2 separate regions of the Mus musculus genome follow, and region 1 is linked to region 2. Evidence: chromatin contacts called from public HiChIP or PLAC-seq data. All regions are on one chromosome and are shown on one strand. Each heading gives the region's core, a stretch centred on a gene start, on an enhancer-like site or on the middle of the called end of the contact. The rest is flanking DNA. Distances are from core to core; before and after follow the strand shown. Region 1 holds the start of Magt1 (magnesium transporter 1). Region 2 has its middle 29 kb from the start of Atrx.

Region 1 (5,568 bases), core at 2,864-5,363, 54 kb before region 2:
GGATCCCGGGTGTTGTAAAGAACTCGCCCACATTATCTGCTCACCTTGGAGACGGCTTAGTGCGTTTTTGGCTAAGGGCAACATCGCGGAGACGAAGATGGAACTGCGGCGACTATGCTGCTGCCTTGGTGCAAATTCACCCCAGCTACCCTTGCAAAGCGTCCTGAAAAACAAAATGGCTTTCAGCAGGGAGCCCAAATGAGAATTGGTGAGATGTCGCGAGATTTAGGGGTTGACCTATAGAAATTGTCATCCTAGTTCCTGCGAGGAAATAGGAAGGTCTTTGGGAAATGTAGTTTCAAGCTTGATGGCTTCCATAAAGTAGTATTTACTAAGCAGGGAGGTTAACTCTTTGGACAAAGGTTTCGGACTCTACAAAGGAGAGCTGAGACACCGACCTTACATAAGGCACCAGCATCAAAATGGTGCTAAAACTCCAGAGGATTGGATCTAGTGTCTCACTTCCAATTACAGTCCCTTCAAATTTTTCACATTCTGTCTCCTATTACCTACATTAATTGGTTTTACCTTTATTGGTTTTTTTTTTTGGAATTTTTGTGGGGGAGTTGAGACACGGCCTCTCTATTTAGTCCTGGCTGACCAGGAACTCTCTATGTAGACCAAGCTGGCCTGGAACTCACAGAAAAAGTCCTGCCTTTGCCTCCCAAGTGCTGGGAGATCAATTGACCTTTTTCCCCTAAGGATTCCAGTTCATGTGCATCTGGCAAGAATACTATATATGTATCTTCTTAAGAAACTCTGTGTAGGGCTGGTGAGATGGCTCAGTGGGTAAGAGCACCCGACTGCTCTTCCAAAGGTCCAGAGTTCAAATCCCAGCAACCACATGGTGGCTCACAACCATCCTTAATGAGATCTGATGCCCTCTTCTGGTGTGTCTGAAGACAGCTACAGTGTACTTACATATAATAAATAATAAATAAAAAAAAAAAAAAAAAAAAAGAAACTCTGTGTAAGCCAGGTCTCCCTATGTAACCCAGACTGGCTAGAACTTACTATGTAGCCCAGACTGGCCTAGAATTTGCAATTCTTTTGCCTTAGCTTCTCTAGTGTCATGATTAGATAAATAATGTACAAATCAAACTCTGCTTTTTAGAGCATCCTATCAAAAGGTATAGGATCTTAGCATGTCCCATTCAGTAATAGTATGAACTTAATCATTTAATCCAAGCACTGCATACCAGATTTCTACACTTTAAAGTCACCGCTTTCCCTTTGTAATTAAAAAAAAAAAGTATCTTGAGTGGAAAGGAGGGATGTGTGCAAAAAAAAAAAAAAAAAGGTAACTCCAATGCATAATGACTATCCTATTCTGCATAAGCTTCTATCCACTATGTTTTGTATCCATTGGTAATTCTTTACCACACTGTGTCTGTATGACCACTGCAGTTCATATGCCTAAAGCAACCTGAGTGAGCATAAAACAGAGATACTCAAACCACCATGCTTATTTGGTATGCTTGTTTATTTTTTAAGATTTATTTATTTATTATATGTAAATACACTGTAGCTGTCTTCAGACACACGGGAAGAGGGCATCAGATCCCCATTACAGATGGTTGTGAGCCACCATGTGGTTGCTGGGACTTGAACTCAGGACCTCTGGAAGAGCAGTCAGTGTTCTTAACTGCTGAGTCATCTCTCCAGCCCCTTGTTTGTTATTTTTGTGTTTGTTTCTTGGAGACTAGATTTCATCCTGTAGTAGAGGCTAGCTTGGAATTTACTATGGAGCCACTCCTGGCCTCAATCTCCTGGCAAGCTGCCTGCTTCAGTTTCCCAAGATGATAGGTGTGAGCTGACATACCTAATAATTTAACCATTTAAAAATTTTTCTTTTTAAATTTTGAGGTAAGCTCACACCAAGTGGCTCATATGGGCCGTTAACTCACTCTAAAGTAGAGAGACAGGCATTGAACTTGTAATCCTCCTACCCCAGCTTCCCAAGTAGGAGTTAAACTGACCTATGAGGCCCAGCTTAATTTTTTCATATCCTACTTTCTCCTCTCCTTTGAAACAGGGACTCGCCATGTAACCTATGTGGGCCTCAAAGTTGGGATTTTCCCACTCTAGTCTCCCAAGTGCAGGGATTACAGGAGTATGCCACCACATGTGGCTATTGCTTTCTCTGTGTGTCTCTCTCTGTCTGTCTCTCTTCTGCTCTCTTCTCATCTGTCTTTTTGTTTATTTTGTTTTGTTTTGTCTTGTTTTGCTTTGTTTTGTTTGAGACAGGGTCTCTTGTAGCTCAAGGAGGAACTCCCTATGCAGCCTAGACTGGCATTAATCCCTGATATCCTCCTGCCTCTATCTCCTGAATACTGAGATTACAGGTATGCACCGCCAGGCTCATTTTATTTCATATCTCTTTATGTGGAGACCAATTACTTTCCTTTCTTTTTTTTTAAAGATTTATTTATTACTTATACAGCATTCTGCCTGCATTATTCCTGCAGGCCAGAAGAGGGCACCAGATCTCATTATAGAAGGCTATAAGCCACCATGTGGTGGCCAGAAATTGAACTCAGGATCTTTTGGGCCTGCTCTCAACCACTGAGCCATTTTTCCAGCCCGTCCCTCTTTTAAAGCAGTTACTTTCCTTTCAACAATCATCTCCTTAACTCTCCAAATAGTGGAATTATTATAATTCTGTGGGGTTTTTGCTTTCTAGCAGGACCTAAAAGAATAATCACATAGTATGTTCCACACATTCAAAATAAATGCACCTTGGGCTTTGGATGTAGTTGTGATAAAATGCTTGCCCAGCTTGTGTGGGGTCCTTTACTCAATCCTTTACTGTGCCCTGTGCTGCAAAATAAATAAATAAATAAATCCAAATTATAATGTGTGTGTGTGTGTGCACGCGCTTGTGTGTATACTGAGGAAATATTGAGGATTAAACCTATGTGTTTACAAATAACAGTTAAATGTCCTATCAACTGATCTATATTTCCCCAATGTCTTAGGGTTACTGTTGCCATGTTATAACACCCTGACCAAAGCAACTTCATCAGGAGTTGCAGTCATAGGAACAGTACTTAAGCCATCTTCAAGAATAGTATGTGCTTGAAAAAAAGATTGGTGTGGGGGGGTGGCAGCGTGAATGTACATGCAATGGGTGTGTGCCTGGTCTCTGTAAAGATCAGAAGAGTGCATCAGATCTCCTGGGACTACTAGGCTGTTACCCACCATGCCGGTCCCGGGAGGGTCTTCTCCCAAAAACAGTTAAATGTTCTCAACCCTTGAGACATTTCTCCAGCACCTGTCCCAGAGTATTATACTAAAGGAGCAAATTTCAACAAAACAAAACAAAACCACTTTTGATGTAAGATATTTGGATGTTTTGGGTGTTGTCAGCGCTGAGGTTTGGGCTGAGAAATTAATTTTGCTTACCAGAGGGTATAATGCAAGCTTCTGCTTTAGACCACGTAGTTCCCTTGGACTTGGCTAGAATGGAACTCTGAAGGTTCCTTGAATTGTTGAATTCCTAATCGTCCTGCCTCCACTTCCACCTCCCAAACCTGGGAGTTTGGCTGGGAGAAATCACGAGGGCTCCTTTATGTTTGAGACAATCTTACATTAATCAGGTGGCCTGGGATCCGGACAATGGAGCCAAAGATGACCTTGAACAATTGATGCTCTTGCTTTCACATTCAAAATGCGTGGATTAGAGGCTTTTGTTACTTAGGCCAGCTCAAAATCAAACAGTTCTAAAGGAAGGAACGCTTTCTAGATGATGATTCCATTTTTAAACGTACAAGCCATTTTGTGCCTCAAAAAAAAAAAAAACCAACAAAAAAAAACCTCAGCGCCATTTCAAACCTGCGCATGTGTACTAAAAGTTCGCTGAGCGCGATGTCTTTACACGTAGGAAAAGGGTGCAGCCTTTTCAGCGGACCAATAAGAAACCTCCAGATTATCCTTTTCCGATTGGCTCCCGGGAACCAATCGGAAAAGAACTTTTTTTTTTTTTTTAAAAGCGGGCGTCTGCTGAGCGTGAGGTCACGTGAGGGGTCGAGCGGCAGGGCTGAGCCGAGCCAATGGGGAGCGGCAAGGGCTCGGTTCGCCCGTTCTCACGCCCCACCCTCGGACCGTGCTGGAAGAAAGTTTCGCCCCGCCGCCAAGAGAGAAGCGTGAACATGGCCTCGCCAAGGTGGTTCTGGTCTGTGTGTGCGATCGCAGCGGTGGCACTGCTGCTCGTTTCCAAGGTTCCTTCGGCCTCTGCCCAAAGAAAGAAGGAGGTGAGGCGGCGCCTGCCAGCGGCAGGGACTTTCTCGACTTGGGGCTAGAAAGGGTCCGCTCGCCCCTTCCCAGGGATCTGTGCTGGGCGTGACTTGGAGTCCGCGGTTGGGAGGAAGTTGGCTTCACAAAAGCGGGAGCTGCAACTTCTTGTATTGTAGGGTTTCACATTCAAAAGCAGGCTGGAGTAGGTGACCACCTCGCTTCCAGCAGCTGGGGAACGTGCAGCTACAAGTAGTGACACTCCTGGAGTTTGGACCGCTTTGGGTGTTGGGCTGAGGAGCTCGTTTTGCTACCCAGAGGATATAATAATGCAAGCTTCTGCTGCCGACCATATGTAGCTCTCTCGGACATGTGTCTGTCATGTCAACCCAGGAGTGGAAAAATTAGATGAGTGAGATGATGCCAGTTTCATGCCCGTGTTCAAGCGTTCAGAATGTGTAAAACGTCTGTATTTGGTGACGGACACCAATCACGAAAGAGCAAACTAAGCCCCCCCCCCCCAATTTATGGAACAGGCAGTCTTTGAGATGTAGAAAACATACAATATTCGTATTCCTTTCTGTTTATTTTTTTGTTCTGTTTCATTTGAAGCATTCTCCCCCCTATAGCCCATTCTGGCCTTGACCTCATGACAATCCTTTGCCTTTCAAGTGCTGAGGTTACAGGTGTGAGCTGGGACGGCCCAGCTTTTTTTTTTTTTTTTTTTTTTTTTTTAGCTTGATGTTTAGCAGTCTGAACATATGGATTTTAGCCCCGTGTTTCTGAACATTTGTGACTTAGAACCATATACTCATAGAGCTTTAAAAAACTGGTGATAATTATTTATACCCTCTAATTTTATAAGGAAGAGCAGCCCTAGTTTTACACAGTTAATTACTGTATTTAAAGTAGACTAAAGCCATTAACTCTAATGCCATTTCCAGTGCATTCTTTAGTACACAAAACCTATAAGGACATTTTTGAAATACCAGTTAAACATTGCAGCTATTAAGTTATATAAATAAACTAATTTCTGTATCTATCTGAGTATTTGAATTATTTCATAAGATTAAAAACTAAGCAAAGCCTCATATGGTGGGCATGCCTGTATTCAGAACACTGTAGTGAAAGAGGTTCAGGAATTCAAGGTCATCCTTGGCCAATAAGTGAATTAGAGCTAGCCTGGGCTACACGAGACCCTATTTGAAAACAATAACACTGAAGAGCTAGCAAAGGAAAACATTATATTAGGGAAGTTGGCAAAGAGGAAAATAAAAATGTACAAATATTAAAGATATAATCCAGTGAGCAGCCTTTTGGCTGGGTGAAGAAATT
Region 2 (5,323 bases), core at 2,035-4,534:
TCTGAGAAGCTCCACCCAGCAGCTGACTCAGGCAGATGCAGACACCCACAGCCAAACAGTGTATGGAGCCTGAGGACTCCTGTGGGAGACTATGAGGAGGGATTGAGGGGCTGAAAGGAATACCAGCTCCCTGCGGGAAGACCAACAGAGTCAACTAACCTGGACCCTTGGGGTTCTCAGAGTCTGAACCCCCAACCAAAGAACATACAAGGGCTGGACCTAGGCCTCCCTGCACATGTGTAGCAGATGTGCAGCTTGGTCTTCATGTGGCTCCTGAACAACTGGAGTGAGGGCTATCACAAAAGCTGTTGCCTGTACGTGGAATATGGGCTATATTCTATTTGGGCTGCCTTGTCTGGCCTCAGTAGGAGAGGAAGCACCTAGCTTCACAGATCCTTGAAGTGCCAGAGTGGGAGGTGATACTCAGGGGCCCCCACCCTCTCAGAAGAGAAGGGGAGAAAGTATGGGGGAATGATTGTGGGATGGGGGCTGGAGGAAGCAGTGAGTGGGATGTAAAGTGAATAAGTTAAAAAAATAACAATAAAAAAAAAAAAGACTACAGCCAACTAACCCCAACATTTGGGAGTTTGAGGCCAGCCTGGTCTAGCTTCAGGGTAACCAAGGCTACATAGTGAGACCCTGTCTCAGACAACCACAACAAAAAAGAATTCTCCAAAGACAATCTGCCAAAAACTTTGAATAAGTAATTCTATTATTAAAATTAGAGGGCTGGTGAGATGGCTCAACAGGTAAAAGCACCGACTGCTCTTCCGAAGGTATGAGTTCAAATCCCAGCAACCATAAGGTGGCTCACAACCACCTGTAATAAGATCTGATGCCCTCTTCTGGTGTGTCTGAAGACAGCCACAGTGTACTTACATATAATAAATAAATAAATCTTTTTTTAAAAAATTAGAAAATTGCCGGGTGGTGGTGGCACATGCCTTTAATCCCAGCACTTGGGAGGCAGACGCAGGCAGATTTCTGAGTTCGAGGCCAGCCTGGTCTACAGAGTGAGTTCCAGGACAGCCAGGGCTACACAGAGAAACCCTGTCTCGGAAAAAAAAAATTAGAAAATTAAGGACAAAGAATGACTCATGGTACAGATGTCAAAAGATGGTCTTCAAGCTCTTTTAAGGTGACAGTTTAAGGACATTCAGTTAAAAGTTAAATCACCTGCAGGATGAGTAGTGATTAGACTATTCCAATAAATGTTTTGTTAAAATGACTTCTACTTGGTGGAAAGGACTCACAGAAATAAGTTTCTATTGGTTCCACCCAGTATCCAGGTTCAGGAAGAATTCATTTTGTCTGAACCTACCAGCTTTTTCACTGGAAGTGAGTTAATATAAAAATCGTTATGGCATCTGCTTTTTCCCCCCTTTTGGTTTTTGAGTCTCCCAAGTGCTGGGATTAAAGGCATGTGGCACCACTGCCGGGCTATGGCATCTGCTTCTTATGCTAATCTCTACACATAGGATTTGGAGATCATGCCAAGTTTATGGCTCCACAATTACGACCAACAGAACCTGGGTCCAACACTTATGCTAGCAACAACTATATTAGTTTTGCTCACTGGTGATGAACAAAGTCTTGGCCCAAAGCAAGCACTCTAAATATTTATTCAATAATCACTGAATAGCTCTTGATCTCTTGCCTTCTTGTTCCTACTCTGTCCTCTTATCCCTTCCTCCTTTCTCCTCATCCCTCCCTCTCTCTCCACGTGCTCATGGCCATCCTCTGCTTCCCTTCCCTTCCCTTCCCCACCCTCTCCCTCCTTCCCTCCCTCCCTCCGTTTCTCTACCTCTAGTTCTCTCTCAATGCCCCTCTCCATGCTTTGGATAAACTTTATTCTATACTAAAATAATAATAATAATAATAATAATCACCAAATAAGTAAAAGCTTAAAAAAATAGTGCCACAGTCAGGCATAGTAGCATATACCAGTAACCCCAGCACTTGAGAGTGGAAGCCAGGAGGATTATAAATTCAAAGTTGGGCTTGAGAGATGGCTCAGCGGGTAAGAGCACCGACTGCTCTTCCAGACATCCTGAATTCAAATCCCAGCAATGCATGGTGGCTCACAACCACCTGTAATGAGATCTGACTCCCTCTTCTGGAGTATCTGACCCGAGTGAGAGTGAGCAGAGGTCCTAAAAATTCAATTCCCAACAACCACATGAAGGCTCACAACCATCTGTACAGTGTACTCATATATGTAAAAGAAATAAATCTTTAAAAAAAATAAATTCAAGCCGGGCGTGGTGGCGCACGCCTTTAATCCCAGCACTTGGGAGGCAGAGGCAGGCGGATTTCTGAGTTCAAGGCCAGCCTGGTCTACAAAGTGAGTTCCAGGACAGCCAGGGCTATACAGAGAAACCCTGTCTCGAAACCCCCCCCCAAAAAAAATAAATAAATTCAAAGTTACCCTGGGCTATACAGTGAGTTCAGAGTTGGCCTGTGCTACATGAGAACCTCAGTAGCTATATATAATTGACGTCTAGCAATACGTGGCTCATCAGTTAAGAGTAATTGCTGCTCTTCTAAAGGACCACAGCCATCATTATTCCTGTTACAGGGGATCCAACGTCCTCTCTGTCCTCTGAGGGTATCAGGCATGAATATGGTACACAGATATTCAGGCAAACACATCCAATCACATAAAAAAAAAAGTCATGGGACTGGAGAGATGGCTCAGTGGTTAAGAGCACTGACTGCACTTCCAAAGGTCCTGAGTTCAATTCCCAGCAACCACATAGTGGTTCACAACCATCTGTAATCGAAACTGATGCTCTTTTCTGGTGTGTCTGAAGACAGCAACAGTGTACTCATATAAAAACAATAAATCTTTTTTTTAAAAGTCACACACACATAGCAACAAAAAAACCTTGGAGAGTGAAGAAAGTTTCAAACTATCCACATTATAGTTGAGGGTATCACTGAGCAGTAGAGTGCTTGTCTAACATGTATGATGAGACTCTGGCTGTAATCCCTAGCACAAGAGAAATACAAATACAAGAATCTTAGACTAAAATAACTACATCCTCATTCTCTCTCCACCCCCCCCCCCCCCGCCTCTCTGTTGCGCCCACCTCTGCCGGCAAGGAAGACACAACACAGTCTGATTCTTCTCAACAGCCACTACGGGGACCCCGGCACCCAGGGAGGTCTGCTTATATACTCTCCAGCACAGGGAAAGGCTTCGTGGCCCCCTGGGATTGGTCAGTCTGCCGGCACCTAATTTGCATGCACCCGCTCAGGAGGGGTTGGCGCCAGACTCGGGTTTACACCTGCGCTGATGTTGTTTATGACAACGGCATACCTGGCGCTCGGCGCCATCTTAGAGTTGGCTCCCTACATCTCTCTTTCTCCCTCTCTCTCTCTTTCCTTTTTATTCCAAGATAGGGTTTCTCTGTGAAGTCCATGCTGTCCTGGAACTTGCTCTATAGACCAGGCTGCACTGGAACTCGGAGATCTACCTGCCTCTGCACCTCTAAGGGATATTTCGCCCTCTTCTGGCCTCCACAGGTTGTGCATAAATGCACATAAACACAGACACGCTCCTACAGGAAATTAACAACAAATCTTTTAAATTTTTTATATCTGTCTGTTTGTGGAATTATGCCAGATGCTCTGGAACAGGAGTTATAGACAGTTGTGAGCTGCCATGTGGATGCTGACAATCAGACCCTGATCCTCTGGAAGAACAGCTAGTGCTCTTAATTGCTGAGCTGCCTCTGCAGCTCACATATCAATAAATCTTAGAAGAAGAAAAAAAATCAAGAAAGTCTGGTCTGCTTGCAGGAAGTAAATGACATAAGGTTGGACAAGATGACAACTAAGTAGTCACCTCCCCACAAGCACACCAAAGTAAACAGCTAGCCACACACACAGTTACCTTCACAGGAGCTAAGTAAACCAGATGAGAGGACATAGTGTCTCTGTCCTACTAAAATGGAAAGACATGTTGAAGAAAGCAAAAAGTCACTTGTGTGGTTTTTCCCATATCTCCAAAAACCCCAACCTGGACATGACTCCTGCACAAGGAGATAAACAGAAGAAAGCCCAGGGCTCCTGAAGCTTGAAACCCAGTCCCAGGCCCTCCATGACACCTAATTCTTGGTAAACCCTCACCATCCCTATGATCTGAGACACTGGGACTGAGGGAGGCAAGCTTAGAGAATATTTTAGTAGTCTGGGATTCTATTTGGTTTGGTTTCTGTACAACCTCCTTCTAATAATGTACTTGGAAGCCAAGCTCCCTCACTTGCATGTTCTCTGAACAGTGCACCTAGTAACCTGTTGGCAAGGCACTGATCCAACTGCACACCCCCATACTCCAAATGATTTCGCCTTTCCTAATGACCGTCAAGGTTGAACAGTTTCTATTCCAACATATTCCCTTTTTGTCCAGGCACAGTTTGTGTATGTATGTCCAATATCAAGCCTGAACTGGTTTGGGATACATGCATAATAACACAAAACTATGCTCAAGTGAACCTTTGAAGAGAATCCCCTATTTACCCTTATCATGACAATGCATAACTGAACAAATATATGATTAAAATCAGATGTATTATGGGAAGGAACATATGTAGTTAGCAAAGACTGACATAATCTAAACCTTTCAATCAAATAGAATACCACACAAACTATATTCATAGCAACCAACCCTTCCCCAAACCTTTTTTTTTTTTTTTTGAGTCAGAGCCTGGCTATTATTATGTAGACCAGGCTAGCTTCAAACTCAAAAAGATCTGCTTGACTCTGCCTTCTAACTCTGAAATTAATGACATGTGTCACTATGTCTGGCTACAAACTCCTTTGCTTGAACTCCATAGAAGGAAGCCCCAAATGGTAATAGGGGTCCTTTAGTATCTTCAGTGTGACCCCTGCCCCTGTCCCTTGTAGCCATTCTGATCTTTTTCTTTCTTTTTTTTTTTTTTTGTTTGTTTTGGTTTGGTTTTTTAAAGATTTATTTATTTACTGTATGTGAGTATACTGTAGCTGTAGGTTGTGAGCCATCATGTGGTTGCTGGGAATTTTAGGACCTTTGGGTCAATTCTGCTTGCTCTAGTTGAACCAGCTCGCTCCAGTCAATTCCTCTCACTCCAGATGCACCAGAAGAGGCCGTCAGATCTCTTTATAGATGGTTGTGAGCCACCATGTGGTTGCTGGGATTTGAACTCAGGACCTTCGGAAGAGCAGTCAGTGCTCTTAACCTGCTGAGCCATCTTGCCAGCCCCCTGATCTTTTTCTATAGCTTTGCTTTAAATAAAGTTCCCTTAGTATGTTTGCAACTATGTGTGGGCTTTTATTTTAT

Evidence for each region. HiChIP or PLAC-seq counts read pairs in DNA pulled down with a chosen protein or histone mark.
Region 1: a contact with region 2 is called in an H3K27ac HiChIP or PLAC-seq map of embryonic stem cells, with 16 read pairs. The contact joins the promoter of Magt1 here to the enhancer-like site in region 2. A contact is called at or near these places in 6 of 484 Hi-C or Micro-C datasets (the AML12 cell line, CD8 T cells, embryonic stem cells and 1 more), 7 of 115 datasets of contacts at active chromatin or transcription factors (the 230-238 cell line, embryonic stem cells and large pre-B cells) and 4 of 9 other capture datasets (adipose tissue, liver, macrophages and 1 more).

What each region holds. Positions count from the first base shown.
Region 1 is chrX:106,010,347-106,015,914 of GRCm38.p6, reverse strand. It overlaps Magt1 (magnesium transporter 1), which reads left to right and starts at 4,113. Exons shown (of 10, transcript NM_001190409.2): 1 at 4,113-4,253. The coding sequence starts at 4,152. Cox7b (cytochrome c oxidase subunit 7B) reads right to left here and starts at 215. Exons shown (of 3, transcript NM_025379.2): 1 at 45-215. The coding sequence starts at 84.
Region 2 is chrX:105,955,287-105,960,609 of GRCm38.p6, reverse strand. No RefSeq gene overlaps it. Among named protein-coding and RNA genes, the nearest start is that of Atrx, 29 kb to the right of the region's middle. Within about 2 kb of position 3,284, at least 9 of the 459 cell types and tissues checked have an H3K27ac peak or open chromatin away from gene starts, as enhancers often do. A contact at or near this core is called in embryonic stem cells, where this site is marked.